Linked DNA regions of Danio rerio: region 2 is linked to region 1. The links are chromatin contacts, called in public Micro-C maps. All regions are on one chromosome and are shown on one strand. The core of a region is the stretch at or near the end of the contact, and the rest is flanking DNA. Distances in the headings are between cores, read along the strand shown.

Region 1 (7,048 bases), core at 234-2,733:
AACTGTATGTATATATATATATATATATATATATATATATATATATATATATATATATATATATATATATATATATATTCTTTTATGACCGATCAAAATTTGGGGTAAGATTTTTACATGTTTTAGAATAAGCTTATTATGCTCACTAAGGCGGCATTTATTTAATCAAAAATACAGTAAAATTTGTAAAATTGTGAAATGTGATTGCACTATAACATAACTGTAAAATAAAGTAATTTATTTTTAATAAATCATTTAATTTAATAATTTATTCCAATTATTTTAAAGGTGAATTTTCAGCTTCATTACTCCAGACTTCAGTCACATGATCCTTCAGAAATCACTTATATTAATTATTACTATTATTATTATTATTTAATACAAAATATTTAATATTAATGGTAATAGTAATAAAAACAATAATGACTGGAGTAATTATTTAATTTTAAACTATATGTAATAAATAAATATTTAATTAATAAGTAATTAACAATTTAATATATTTTTTACATTTAATAAATGCTGTTTTGATGAACAGAATAATTTTCCTTCTCTGTTGTTTAAATTTTCCCAAAATGATGTAAAACAGAGCAAGGAAATTTTCACAGTATGTCTGATAATATTTTTTCTTCTCGAGAAAGTCTTATTTGTTTTATTTCGGCTAGAATAAAAGCAGTTTTTAACATTTTAGGGTCAAAATTATTAGCCCCTTTAAGCTATATATTTTTTAGATAGTCTACAGAACAAACCATCATAATACAAAAACTTGCCTAACTACCCTAACCTGCCCAGTCAACCTAATTAACCTAGTTAAGCCTTTAAATGCCACTTTGATCTAACTATTAGAATCTTGAAAACTATCTAGTCGAATATTATGTACTGTAATCATGGCAAAACTAAAATAAATCAGTTATTACAAAAGAGTTATTGAAACTATTATGTTTAGAAATGTGCTGAAAAAATCTCCATATTTGTCTATATATGTGAATATTTATTTCAGTTTAAAAATAATAATAATAAACAGAGTTTCATGTCAGGTAAAAATAAATATATAAAAAATTAATTATGGCTTGCACATCTTTACCAGTAGATTCAGCAAAATGTTTATTTGTACTTATGACATTTTTATTAACATTATTTTATATTTGTAACAAAAATAATAAATACAAACATATATAAATAATTTCCTCAAAATTTTAAGCAAAAGGGGGATATAATGAGAAAGTAGCATATTATAATGACTTTAAAAAGATCATGTGACACTGAAGAATAGGTTACATTTCTACAAAACATAGTTATTGAGTAAATATTGTATTTATCACAACATTAATCTTTACTATTACTTTACTCTTAAGTACTGAACATAAGAGACATGTTTAGAAGCTTATTTTAAAAGGTAAAAAGGGGGCTTCGCCACGACTGAAGTCATTACAGTCAAGTTTATCTAGATCTTCTAGCGCCCTCGTCTGGTGAGATGGTGACAGTAGGTGATAACGGGCCTGAGCACAGTTATCTTTTAAGTTTGCAACATGTTCCAGACTAGTGAAGGGAGGCAGGAAGGGTGAGACAGGAAATGATGATGCAACATGATCTTCACAGCGCTCGACTGTAGCCAGATGATTCAGGATCAGTCAGCATTCCTTTACCTTTAACATTGATTTTAATGCTAAACCACTGAGCTCTGTCAATAGTGAAAACTTTACAAAATCAGCTTGTGGAAAGCATAGCCTTAGGCCTACTGTGTACAGACACCATGAACACAGCACATTCTACAGCACAGATAGCATAACAGCAGTCTTGTTCAGGCCTGTGAGTTTAGCTTGTGCTCTGGATTCTTTTTTTATGACGTCCATGTAAAATGTATAATGAACTTTCTCAAAAGCCTTCAGTCACAAAGTCAGAATTAGAATTTAATATTTTTCCCCAATTTCTGTTTAACAGGGAGATTTTTCAGCACATTTCTAAACATAATAGATTTAATAACTCATTTCTAATGAATGATTTCTTTTATTTTTGCCATGATGACAGTAAAAAATATTTTACTAGATCTTTTTCAAGATACTAATAATTAAAGTGACATTTAAAAGCTTAACTAGGTTAATAAGGTAAGTTAGGGCAAGTCATTGCCTAATATAACAAATTAGTTAATAATATTGATCTGAAAAAAATAAATACTGATTTCCTCTAGCCAAAACAAATAAGACTTTTTTCAAAAGAAAAAATATTATAGGAAATACTGTAATAAAAATCCTTGCTCTGCGAAATATTTGAAAAGAAATAAATCACAGGAGGGCAAATGATTTTGACTAACTGTATGTGTCCAATGACGTGGAGATTTTTTTATTTTATTTTTTAAATATTAAAGGGATAGTTCACCCCAAAACTTTAAACTTACTCACTATTTACCCATTCTAAAGTCTTTGGAAACCTTGAGTTTTTTTTATTCATGTAAATTAAAAAGTTACATTCAATTATTTTATTCATTCATTCATTCAATTTTTATTCATAGAATTTTAAAAAAATAAAGCTAAAGTGTCTACTACTGAAAACAGTGTGCCTATTCTTACCTATTATGATAAAAAATATTATATTGATATTAAATATTAATATGAAATATTATATTTAAAATTACTAAATTTGTAAAAACTGTGTTTATTCTAGTCAAAATAAAACAAATAAGACTTTCTCTAAAACAAAAAAAAATTATAGGAAATACTGTAAAAAATCCTTGCTCTGGGAAATATTTGAAGAAAAAAAAATTTCACAGGAGGGCAAATAATTTTGACATCAACTATTTGTGTCGGATAAAATATATGGGGAATTTTTACTTTTTTTTTTTTTTTTTTTTTTTACATATAAAAGGCATAGTTCACTCTAAATCTATAAACTTTCTCAATATTTACTCATCCTCACGTCTTTCCAAACCTTTCTGAGTTTCTTATTCATGTTGAACACAAAAGAAGATATTTTGAAGAATGTTAAAAAGTGTTTCCCATTGACAACCATAGAAAAAAAAAAACACTTTGGAAGCGAATGAATACACTGTAAAAAAAAATCCTGGTTGCCTAAAAATTTTAAGCTGAACCAAATTAACCTGAAACCTGAAAATTGAAACCGACTTAAAACAGCTTGCGCAACTAATACAATTAAATTAGAGCATGATTAACTTAGTTAAGTAAGTTACAATAAACTAAAAACATGTACTGTCAGGACTAATTGATCATAAATATTTTTACAGTGTACCAGCATTTTTATAAAATACCTTCTATTGAGTTCAACAGAAGAAAGAAACAGGTTTGTTACAAGTGAGGGGGGAGTAAATCATCACAGAATTTTCAGTTTTGAGTGAACTATCGCTTTAAGCAAACAAAAATCATTAGATCATAATTGCATTTTGTGATGTGTACGTTTAAGTGCAGTACATAATACATTAAGTTTAATCAAACTATCGATTACCTCTAATTTTGGAGTCCACTTCAAAACAAAATTCATTCATTCATCCATTCATTTTCTTTTCGGCTTATTCCCTTTCTTAATCTGGGGTCGCCACAGCAGAATGATCCACCAACTTATCCAGCATATGTTTTACACAGCGGATGCTGTTCCAGCTGCAACCCATCACTGGGAAACAACCATACACTCTCATTCACACATATACACTGCAGACAATTTAGCCTACCCAATTCACCTACACCACATGTCTTTGGACTTGTGCGGTAAACCGGAGCACTGGGAGGAAACCTATGCAAACACGGGGAGAGCATTCAAACTCCACACAGAAATGCCAACTGACCCAGCTGAGGCTCAAACTAGTGACTTTCTTGCTGCGAGGCGATCGTGCTTCCCACTGCGCCACCGCGACGCCCTAATAGTAAGTTATTAATATCATATTTGAATAATAAATGTGAATGTGCAAGCTAACAATTTCTGAATCAATGTCAATCGCTCATGTAGTCACTTCAGTGCTTCTGTCAGACACACTGACAAGTGAACATATATAGACTGTGGTTTTGCCATTAATCAGACTGCACAATAACTAGAATCAGAATTTGTTTACACAAGAGCATCAACACTGTGATGTCTTTCAATGGCACTACACATCATGACAAGTAAATGAATTCCAACACTCCTTATTCTCGATGACAGCCAGTCAGGATTTTACTCAGAGATTCTCAGCAAATCTGAACAACTGCAAAAAACTTGTTTCAACTGCAGGAGAAAAAAAAAAAAAAAAAGAAAATATATATATATATATATATATATATATATATATATATATATATATATATATATATATATATATACAGTTGAAGTCATTTTTTAACACATTTCTAAACATCATAGTTTTAATAACTCATTTCTCATTACTGATTTATTTTATCTTTGCCATGATGACAGTAAATAATATTTTCTAGATATTTTTCAAGACACTTCTATACTGACATTTAGACACTTCTATGTGACATTTAAAGGCTTAGCTAGGTTAATTAGGTTAAATAGGCAGGTTAGGGTAATTAGGCAAGTTATTGTATAATGATGGTTTGTTCTGTAGACTTTCGGAAACAAAAATAACTTTAAGGGGCTAATCATTTTGTCCTAAAAATGTTTTTTAAAAATTTGAAACTTCTTTTATTCTAGCTGAAATAAAACAAATAAGACTTTGTCTAAAAAAAAATATTATCAGACATACTGTGAAAATTTCCTTGCTCTGTTAAACATCATTTGAGAAATATTTTAAAAAGACAAAACAAATTCACAGGTATATATATACAAAATTGTTTAAAAATATATTTAAGTTGCACTGTAAAGGGCCCAGTCCCATCTGACAAAACAGATGACATTAGCATTATCACAAATTCACATAGTTGTTGTACTTTACACAAAGATTAAAACACAAACATGCACTTTGAAACCCATTTTCAAAGGTTTTTTTTTCCAGATCACCAAAAAGCAATTGTTTTGTAATGGTCAAAATGTTTGAGTTTTTCATTTTTAGTCAAAAGCAGTATCCTGTGAACGTACCCTTTTTATTTCATTTTAATTAACAAGAACAAAACAGTCATCTGTTAAATCCGTCAAATTAAAAGGTCAAGAAACACCAAAACACATTTTTTGAGATGTTGACTGTCATATATATGTCTCACATTCCTAAAAACACTATTCAGACACAAATATTTAGCTAAAAGGTGAAAATTGGTTGTTTTTGCAATGTTTAGATCAAATTTGTTCTTCTGGTTTAAAAAGAAATTTAAAAGCAACGTCTCGGCAATGGGATTATTGTGAAAATTCCAGCGTGGAGATAGGCTGTCTTTTCCGGCTAGTACAACGTACAACGTCCCTTTATTAATCTGGGATTGCCACAGTGGAATGAACCGCCAACTTCCAGCATGTTTTACGCAGGGGATGTCCTTCCAGCTGCAACCCATCACATGGAAACATCCATACACACTCATTCACACACATATGGATAATTTAGCCTACCCAATTCACCTATAGCGCATGTCTTTGGACTTGTGGGGGAAACCGGAGCACCTGGTGGAAACCCACGTGAACAGGGAGAACATGCAAAACTCCACACAGAAATCCCAACTGACCCAGCCGCCGCTCGATCCAGCAACCTTCTTGCTTTGAGGCTATTGTACTACCCACTGCGCCACCGCGACACCTCATGCATCAATCTAATGTTTTTTTTCTATGATTATTATTAGTATTGATTCATTATCATTTATTATTCATTTTGTATATTCAAAATTAGTGGAGCGCCGGGCACAAAGTAACATGGGGTAAAATGTAACAGAGTTTTAAGGTATTTGCTCAGGGTTAACAATGACGTGCTTCTGAGGTTTTCACCATAGTGTCAGCAGACGTCTTCCAGCAAATTATTGAAAAATTTAGATGAGAAACAGGAGAAACCATTTTTTCAGCATTTTTTTTGTTATACTCTCTCTCTCTATATTTTTTTTAATCTTTGAAAGTATGTAAGTAAAATCTTATATTGTTGTGATCATTGTCTTCTAGGCTAAAAGATGAAAAACATTTTGAAAGATGTAAAACACAGTGACTAGCCAGTTTTGAGGAAAACACGACACAGTGGGGTTAGTTGTAACAGGGTGTTACAAATAAGCCACACACTGTTGGACACCGAATAAACAAACAAAATATTTTTAATTTTGACTTTAATATTGAGAAGTTTTTATATAAAAAAAAGTATTTTATTGGAAAAATGTTTTTTTAATGGAAAAAAATACATTTCATTGCTAATCATGTAAATAAAAGCATTATATAATAATGCAAATAAATCCAAATGTGTTCATCCTATAGATAAATAAACATGATGTGCTATAAAATAAAAATATATTCAGTTAAGTACTGAGGAAATATGCTATTTAAAGTAAACTGGACTTAAATGAATTGTGTGAAATCTGACTATTAAGCACGTGTTACAACTAACCTTCTGTCTGTTACAACTTGCCCCGCAGGTGGGGTAAATAGTAACATTTTTACTCCTGGCACTTTTGGCAATACTGCACAGAAACCTTAGGTCCGTCAATCATCCAGTACTCATTTGTAGGAGAGGCGTGTGTTGTGTTGGTAACAATAAGGTTTGTCTAACCCTGTCACATTATTCATTATTTGGCCAAAAAGTGTTACTTTGTGCCCCGCTGTCTCCTAGACTATAGCTTTACAATTAGCATCAGATGGAGTAGAAAGTATACTGGATGACAAAGGGCCCCATATAAAGAAGAATCCACCAAAAGCATTTTTGTTTTGACTCCTGGAAGCCCCAGGAAGCTCAAACTCCATTCCCCATTGACTCAACCGCGTCAATATCTTTCAAAATTCCTCACATCCTAATGATCACAATAGCCTGAACCGTTCCCATTGATCTACAGGCACATTCCTGGATCAGGGAGTGGCCTGGAATGCCAATGATTTATTTGTTCAGTGACGTCATCTACCTGGCCCAGGACACGTGTAAAACAAGGGGTGGCTATTCAGGTGCAAAAACTGCTGACCGGAGATCATCCGTGAACCCGCACGGCTGGGA
Region 2 (7,496 bases), core at 2,420-4,919, 190 kb before region 1:
TATATATATATATATATATATATATATATATATATATATTATTGTTATTATCATCTTCATTATTATTAATAATAATAATTCTTTCATTCATTTTTTTCAGCTTAGTCCCTTTATTAAACTGGGATTGCCACAGTGGAATGAACCGCCAACTTATCCAGCATAGGTTTTACGCAGCGGATGCCCTTCCAGTTGCAACCCATCTCTGGGTAACATCCATACACTCTCATACACTACGGACAATTTAGCCTACCCAATTCACCTATACCACATGTCTTTGGACTGTGGGGGAAACCGAAGCACCCAGATTAACCCAGAATAATAATAATAACAATAAATAATAATTTATAATAATAATATTTTAGCTGTCATAAATCTTTAGTTAATCTAAAAATATTCCTTAAATTAATTGCCATTTAACAATCTTCCAATTTTGTATTTTGTTTTGTTTAGTATTTTTTTTTACTATTTTATTTTATTTCCTTTCTAATTATTGCTAACAAGATGAGTGACAGAACATGTCCACTAGATGGCGCAAATACATTATTATTGAAAGAAAAAGATTCGGCACGAGACAGGCATGTAAATAACCTTTTACTCACGCACACGACAAGCCAAAATAACCGCCACACACAAACCTGTATACAACGACTTATTTAATACGACGGTCATGCACATTACTCATTATTTCAATGCAAATCTTCCAAATTCATTCAAAACGTTTTTTACAGAAATGCTTTGGTTAAATAAGAACAGCTGTCCTGCCATTTCATATATAAGTAGTCCACTCGAATTCTTTGCCTGCACCTCAACCAGTGCTCCAGTAATTGTCTTGACTTTCTGCTGCTCAAATGCACAAATGAATCTCTTTTTTCTGCTGCAGAAATGAATCATTGCAGTCTCACTCTGTCAACCGTGAATTCCAGAGGTTTTATGGAGCTGAAGAGAGAGAGAGGCTACCTATGATCTATCCACCCCCGTTTCTCAGATGAGGTGTGCTGTGGCAAGCAGTCTTTACACTGACTTCTAAAAACTAAATGTTGACACGATGTATTCTTAGCCTATTAGATATTCAATGCCAAGAAATATAGGTTATTGTTGATTTTTACTAAATATTATTATTAGTATTAATAATAATGTAGTAGTATATTTATATTACGGTAGGCTAGAATTTGCTATAGCTTAACTTAAAATGGTAACCCTTTACAATAACAATAAATTAATGATGTACTAACATGTAAACTAAACATTACTTTGTTACGAACTAATGATAAGTCAATGCATGCAGTAATCATGAACTTTAACTACAACAAGAGTCACGTGAGTTCATGTCTGAATAACGACTACCTTAATTACTTGTTAGTACATGCTAATACCACATTATGCGCAGTTTAACCATCATGAACTCATAATACATTAATGTATAATTATAGCATGACTTTACTTGAAGGGGACATCATCGTTAACTCATTCTTAAAGGTCCAGTGATCCGCAACAAATGCTAACTAGCATAAATCTCTGAAACATAGTCCCACCCCTGCCGTTCACGCCTCTTGAAATACAAGCCTGTGCACCTTAAACATGACAGCAGAACCCTCACTTAGCGACTAGTGCTTGGCCGGCAGCATACAGGAATTACACTTATTACTAAGCCATACGTACATGCTATTTCAGAGTGAATATTGAGAGTAGCATGGTAAGTATTAAGAGAGCGTCACAGGTTGAACCAATGAACCAATGTGATGTGTATATAAAAGCAACTTCACCTCAGTAAAGCAGGCTAGGCGGAATAGCGCTATTTACTGATGTTTTGTTGCTAAACTAAATATAAATCTACATTATCGATGCTGTAAAGCAGGGTTGGGCAAACTTGATCCTGGCGGGCTGGTGTCTGCATAGTTTTGCTGCAACCCTGATCGAACACACCTGCCTGTAGCTTTAAAAAACAAGATTTCTTTACATTACCCAACTGTTTCTCTTTATAGGCAATTGCAGTTGAGTTATCAGCTATTCACGTCCATCTTCTGAAACCAATTCCAGTACATACTAGTAATTACTTCAACTTATTATTGTATTGTAACTTTTTACTATGTAATTTGTTCAGGCTGTACTAATTTTTTAGCTATTAAACAAAACCACCTGTTTATAGACAGTTTCTATAAACCAAATGCATGATTGACATTTGATTGACATTTGATCCAAATGCATGATTGACTAATCATTATTTAATTGTAATTCCTATATATGTTGTGTATATTAAAATCCTCCTTTGATATAATTAAAAAACATTTAAAAATCTGGATTATAGCGAATCAGACGTGTCATTATTCCGATTAGATTGAAATTAGCATGTTTTCATTTGTGCTTACATCTTAATGATCTGTTGTTTAAATGTGTCTCAACTATTTTTTTATCTCTATTACAAAATGTTGGTGTTTTAGTTTAACTAGTAAATATTCTTTTTAAAAATCTAAATAACCATGTCTGTTTTAGTACTTTTTAACTATGTTTGATTGGTTGTATAATTCTTGTATTGTTTTTTTAGGTTGTTCAGGGACAACAAATCAAAAATAGCCTTCGGGCTAACTCTGGTGCATTGGCAGAAATGCTAATAATTGTACACTGTCCCTGCCAAATAAACAAATAAATAAAATAAAATAAAATAAAGTTTCTAAAATGATTAGACTAGTATCTATCTATCTATCTATCTATCTATCTATCTATCTATCTATCTATCTATCTATCTATCTATCTATCTATCTATCTATCTATCTATCTATCTATCTATCTATCTATCTATCTATCTATCTATCTATCTATCATCTATCTATCTATCTATCTATCTATCTATCTATCTGCCTGCCTGCCTGCCTGCCTGCCTGCCTGCCTGTCTGTCTGTCTGTCTGTCTAGCAGCATATATATATATATATATATATATATATATATATATATATATATATATATATATATATATATATATATATAATCAATTCCATAAATAACTTTTACTATACCCAGAACATTTTCATTAAACAAAGATTGTTAGATGACTAAAATGTTCTCCACGCACACTAAAAAATAAATGGTTCTTGGAACTGTTGACTCAAAGGTTATTTGGGAAACACCAATCATTCTTCTATTTACAATAAGATAATATTTACCAACATGAACAAACTATAAATTTATGCAATTAATCATCTTTATTAACATTAATAAAAATAAAACTGTTCATTGATAGTTCATATGATCTCACATTGCATGAAAAATGTTAACAGCTTTGATTAATAAATGTTGTACACATTGTTTAACATTGATGAAACCCAGTTGTAAAGTTTGCCTAGTATCACTGGGAAACCCCTCTTTTGTAACTCTTAAGAGTTTATTTTTAAGAAAAACTGATGACATATAAACAAATAAATCATTATTATTATTGTTTGATTGTTTACAATAAAATAAAATAAAATAAAATAAAATAAAATAAAATAAAATAAAATAAAATGAAATAAAATAAAATAAAATAAAATAAAATAAAATAAAATGAGCAGCACATCATCAGATCAGTAATAATAAAAAGCAGTAGGCAGGTTTTTAGATGTGTAGTAGTGGGATGGTGTTAAATCGGCTTGCCACACAGGGCACTGCACTACATGGTCAACAGCAGCGTTTCCTCATTTGAGTACGAGCGTCCGCAGCGAGCGGAGCTTCGGAGGAAACACCGACCGCAGATCAGACACGACGCGGCTTCATGACAGATCTATGCCAGGTATGTTACGTCACTCAAATTAACCGATTATTCAGTTTGTAGAGGGTTTGATAAGAAATAGACTGTCCTGTGTGAAAGCAAATAAACATGAATGTTGAACATGTCGCAGTGAATAACAGAAGTTATAGTGCTAAACCAAGGGTGTGTGGGTTATTTAATGTATTCTCACTGGTCGTGACAGACTACGTAGGTGCACGAGAGATTCACTCACAGCGGAATATTGAACAGACACGACGCGCGAGAATGAGACACGAACAAGTTTCCACACGCAGGTTTCGGTCTTTTTCTGCTCAGAGTTTACAGACGTATGTCGTGGTTAAACGTGTAAATTTTGCGTTGTTTTCTGGCTTTCCGTGTGGAAATTGTGTTTTTTTTTTGGTGTTCTCACACCAAGGCAGCATGACGAACAAGGTAAGAAGAGTTGCGACATTCACTTTCTCTCATTCTCATTCGCTATCAGCATTAGTTAAAATCCTTCTGCTTCAGTTTGAAACCATGCCATTTAAAAACTTGGTAACTTAGTTTTAAAACTAGTTTTCTGTCACTCATTTTATGTAGGCATAGACAGCATGTATAACATATGAACATATGAGAAAAGCACATCGTCCCAAACCAAGTTGAGATATTTTGGTGGTTATCTGGATCTAAGTTAAAAGGGTGAAGGGTCTGTCAGGAAACCACCCAGACCCTGAGGGAAAACAAGACCTGATTTTCCTCTGCATTTTTTGTTAAAAGACAAGAAAAGTTTATTTTGTTCCAACAACTTTGTTCCAATAATGCTGATTGCATTGCATGTTTAATCCTGTTATTATATCTTTTCCAAAAATCTGTGTACCAGATTTAACATGGCTCAAACAGCATTCACAGTATCTGCATCAGGTTGCACATATTCAGATTGTTGCTTAAATGAGATTTTAGACACTATGAGATTATTAAATTCATTAAAAAACAATAAAATCAAGAAATCTTGACAGTGGATTGGTTTACTTGTTAGCTAATAATTCTTTAATGAATTAAATTTACAAAAGTGTTTTATATGCAAAGAAAGCATATTGCGATTAGTGTCTGCTTTAATATTTTGATTTATCATATAATTGAATATTTTAATATTTTATGACAAGATATAAAAGTGAAAATATGGGAGAAACATTGCTCCATGATGCGCAACACATGTATGTGAAAATAAAACAGCTTATCTATTACTTATATACAATTGAAGACAAAATTATTAGCCCTCTTGTAAATTTGTCATTCTTTTATTTTATATTTCTCACATGCTGTTTAACAGAGATAAAAAAAAAACTCATTTTAAAATAGTTAATAGTTTTAATAATAACAGTTTTAATAACTAATTTCAATTGTATTTGCCGTGATGAATGTACATAATGTATTACTATATATACAGTTGAAGTCTATTATTAGCCCCCCTTTGATTTTTTTTTTTTTTTTTAAATGTTTCCCAAATTATGTTTAACAGAGCAAAGAAATTTTCACAGTATGTCTGATAATATTTTTTCTTCTGGAGAAAGTCTATTTGTTTTATTTTGGCCTGAATAAAAGCAGTTTTTATTTTTTTAAGCACCATTTTAATGTCAAAACTATTAACCCCTTTAAGCTATATATTTTTAGATAGTCTACAGAACAAACCATAGTTATACAGTAACTTGCCTAATTACCCTAACCTGCCTAGTTAACCTAATTAACCTAGTTAAACCTTTAAATGTCACTTTAAGCTGTATAGACATGTGTTGAAAGAGATCTTGTCGAATATTACTTACTGTCATCATGGCAAAGATAAAATAAATCAGTTATTAGAAATGAGTTATTAGAACAATTATGTTGAAAAAATTTCTCAGTTAAATGGAAATTGGGGGAAAAAAATAAACAAAGGGGCTAATAATGCAGGGGGATGAGTTGTCATCTTAAAGTCCAGTTTAAAGGGTTAACTTAGTTAGGGTTACTAGGCAAATTATTGGACAACAATTGTTTGTTCTGTTGTCAATTAAATTAATTTTCTTTATTCCAAACACTACGTCCAATTGTACAAAAGACAGACAAAACAATACAAACCACACAAAATACCCTAAAAAGACAGTTTTGCCTATATTTCATCAAAGGTGACTGAAACGCACTTCAGTAGGCCTAGAATTTATCAACAACATCAAAATTTTATTTTGAGAATTCTCCAATCGACAGACAAACTTATAGATCAAAATTCTCATCAAAGCAAAAAATGATCAAACTCTTAACTCAAAAAGTAATTCACTTGCACAACACCATCTCTGTTTTTAAAGAAGAATCCTCATACAGTCATTGTATGCATCCTGCAGCTCTCTTTTTTAAAATTATACCAAAAAGAAGCTGTGTATAAAGAACTGCAATAAGTTCAAAAGAGGTTTACCTTAACCTGCTCCGGACACAAATAAAACTTTCTCACCAGCATATTTGCTTGAGCATATAACTCTCAATGTTCCCTGTACATATCATTATCATCACTCATGTCTTCAGATTAATCAAATTAAATTCAATTAAAAAACAATGCTGCACTGAATGCCAATATAGTTTGTTTCATGTGCAAATTATGATTAAAAATGTAGTCTTATCAGTTTAAATTTAGCAAGACACTATATTACCATTGACATATTCGTATGATCTACTGCTGTGATGTCAATAATATTATCTAATTCTGTTACTTTTTTCTGGAATGTGTAGAGGATATTTTCCTTGTTCCCTTCTTTGCAGTATTTCCTCTTGTTTACCATGTTATTGCAGGGGAGAATCGGACGCACTGGGACTTTGATCTTAATCAAGGATGAGATCGTTATTTTGGTTGTTTATGGTAGCAGATTGGATCCTCTGCAGATCTTCAATGTTTCTTTGATCTTGTATAGAAAGGAAGAAAAGCATGCCTGTGCTCAAATTTCAGGATTTACACTCATCAAACCACAGGCTGTCAGTCACATTTTTGAGCTGAGTTTACACAATAAAGTAGCGTAACTTATGACATATACAACTGACATGCAACTTATGAGGAAAGAGAAGCCATAGTGTACAGTAAATGCGTAAGATATTTCACAATGCCATAATGATTTCATTCAAATACAATCTGCAACTAATTGTTCAGCATAGTTTTACAAGCGTCCTGTGTAATCTGAAGCAGCTGAATGACTGTTGTTCCAGTGAAGCTAAAGGGGAGTTTTTTATTTTGCAATGAGCACTATTGTTCTGCTCTGTGGCTGCTTTCCTGGTATGTTGCTGTAGGAAGCTGAAGTGAGATGGGTGGGGTTATTTTGGAAAAGAACTGTTGATTGATGCAGCTCTTCTATCTCTTTTCTTTCTAAGCACAATTGACATGCACTTTAAACAATGGGATGCTCTCTAAACACCCTTTATATGCCCGGTGCGCTTCAGTTCGGCACATAGAAATAAGTACTGTTGCCCTTATTGTCGCAGAGCAATGCAGATGGATTTAGGAACATGATGTTTGTTGTGATTGCATGCATGTGTGTGGCTTGTGTTCTCTAGAAACAAATGTTCGATTGAATCTCTGATGTTATGTATAAAAAGTTTGTTTGGGTTTTTTTTTTAAATCCAAAGACACTTCCTTGAAGGTTTTTTCTTTTTCTTTTTATTCTGGCCTGACTGGCTATTTCCAGATACTGTAAAACCTGTTAGATTGTCATCAAAACACATGGTCACATATTTAGATCTTTTTTTCTAAAGAAGTTTGGTTAG

Evidence for each region. Hi-C and Micro-C count contacts between places; a contact is called where the count stands out from the background.
Region 2: a Micro-C map of caudal fin shows a contact between it and region 1, with 2.7 times the contacts expected there. The contact joins the promoter of si:dkey-240h12.4 here to the enhancer-like site in region 1. A contact is called at or near these places in 3 of 18 Hi-C or Micro-C datasets (caudal fin, hematopoietic stem cells and an unstated tissue) and 3 of 4 datasets of contacts at active chromatin or transcription factors (caudal fin, embryo and gastrula embryo).

The regions. Positions count from the first base shown.
Region 1 is chr19:12,114,631-12,121,678 of GRCz12tu, reverse strand. The region is part of intron 2 of tpm3 (tropomyosin 3); the gene reads left to right. Among named protein-coding and RNA genes, the nearest start is that of tpm3, 12 kb to the left of the region's middle. Within about 2 kb of position 1,483, at least 27 of the 62 cell types and tissues checked have an H3K27ac peak or open chromatin away from gene starts, as enhancers often do. A contact at or near this core is called in caudal fin, where this site is marked.
Region 2 is chr19:12,304,412-12,311,907 of GRCz12tu, reverse strand. si:dkey-240h12.4 reads left to right here and starts at 3,669. Exons shown (of 12, transcript XM_678062.10): 1 at 3,669-3,761.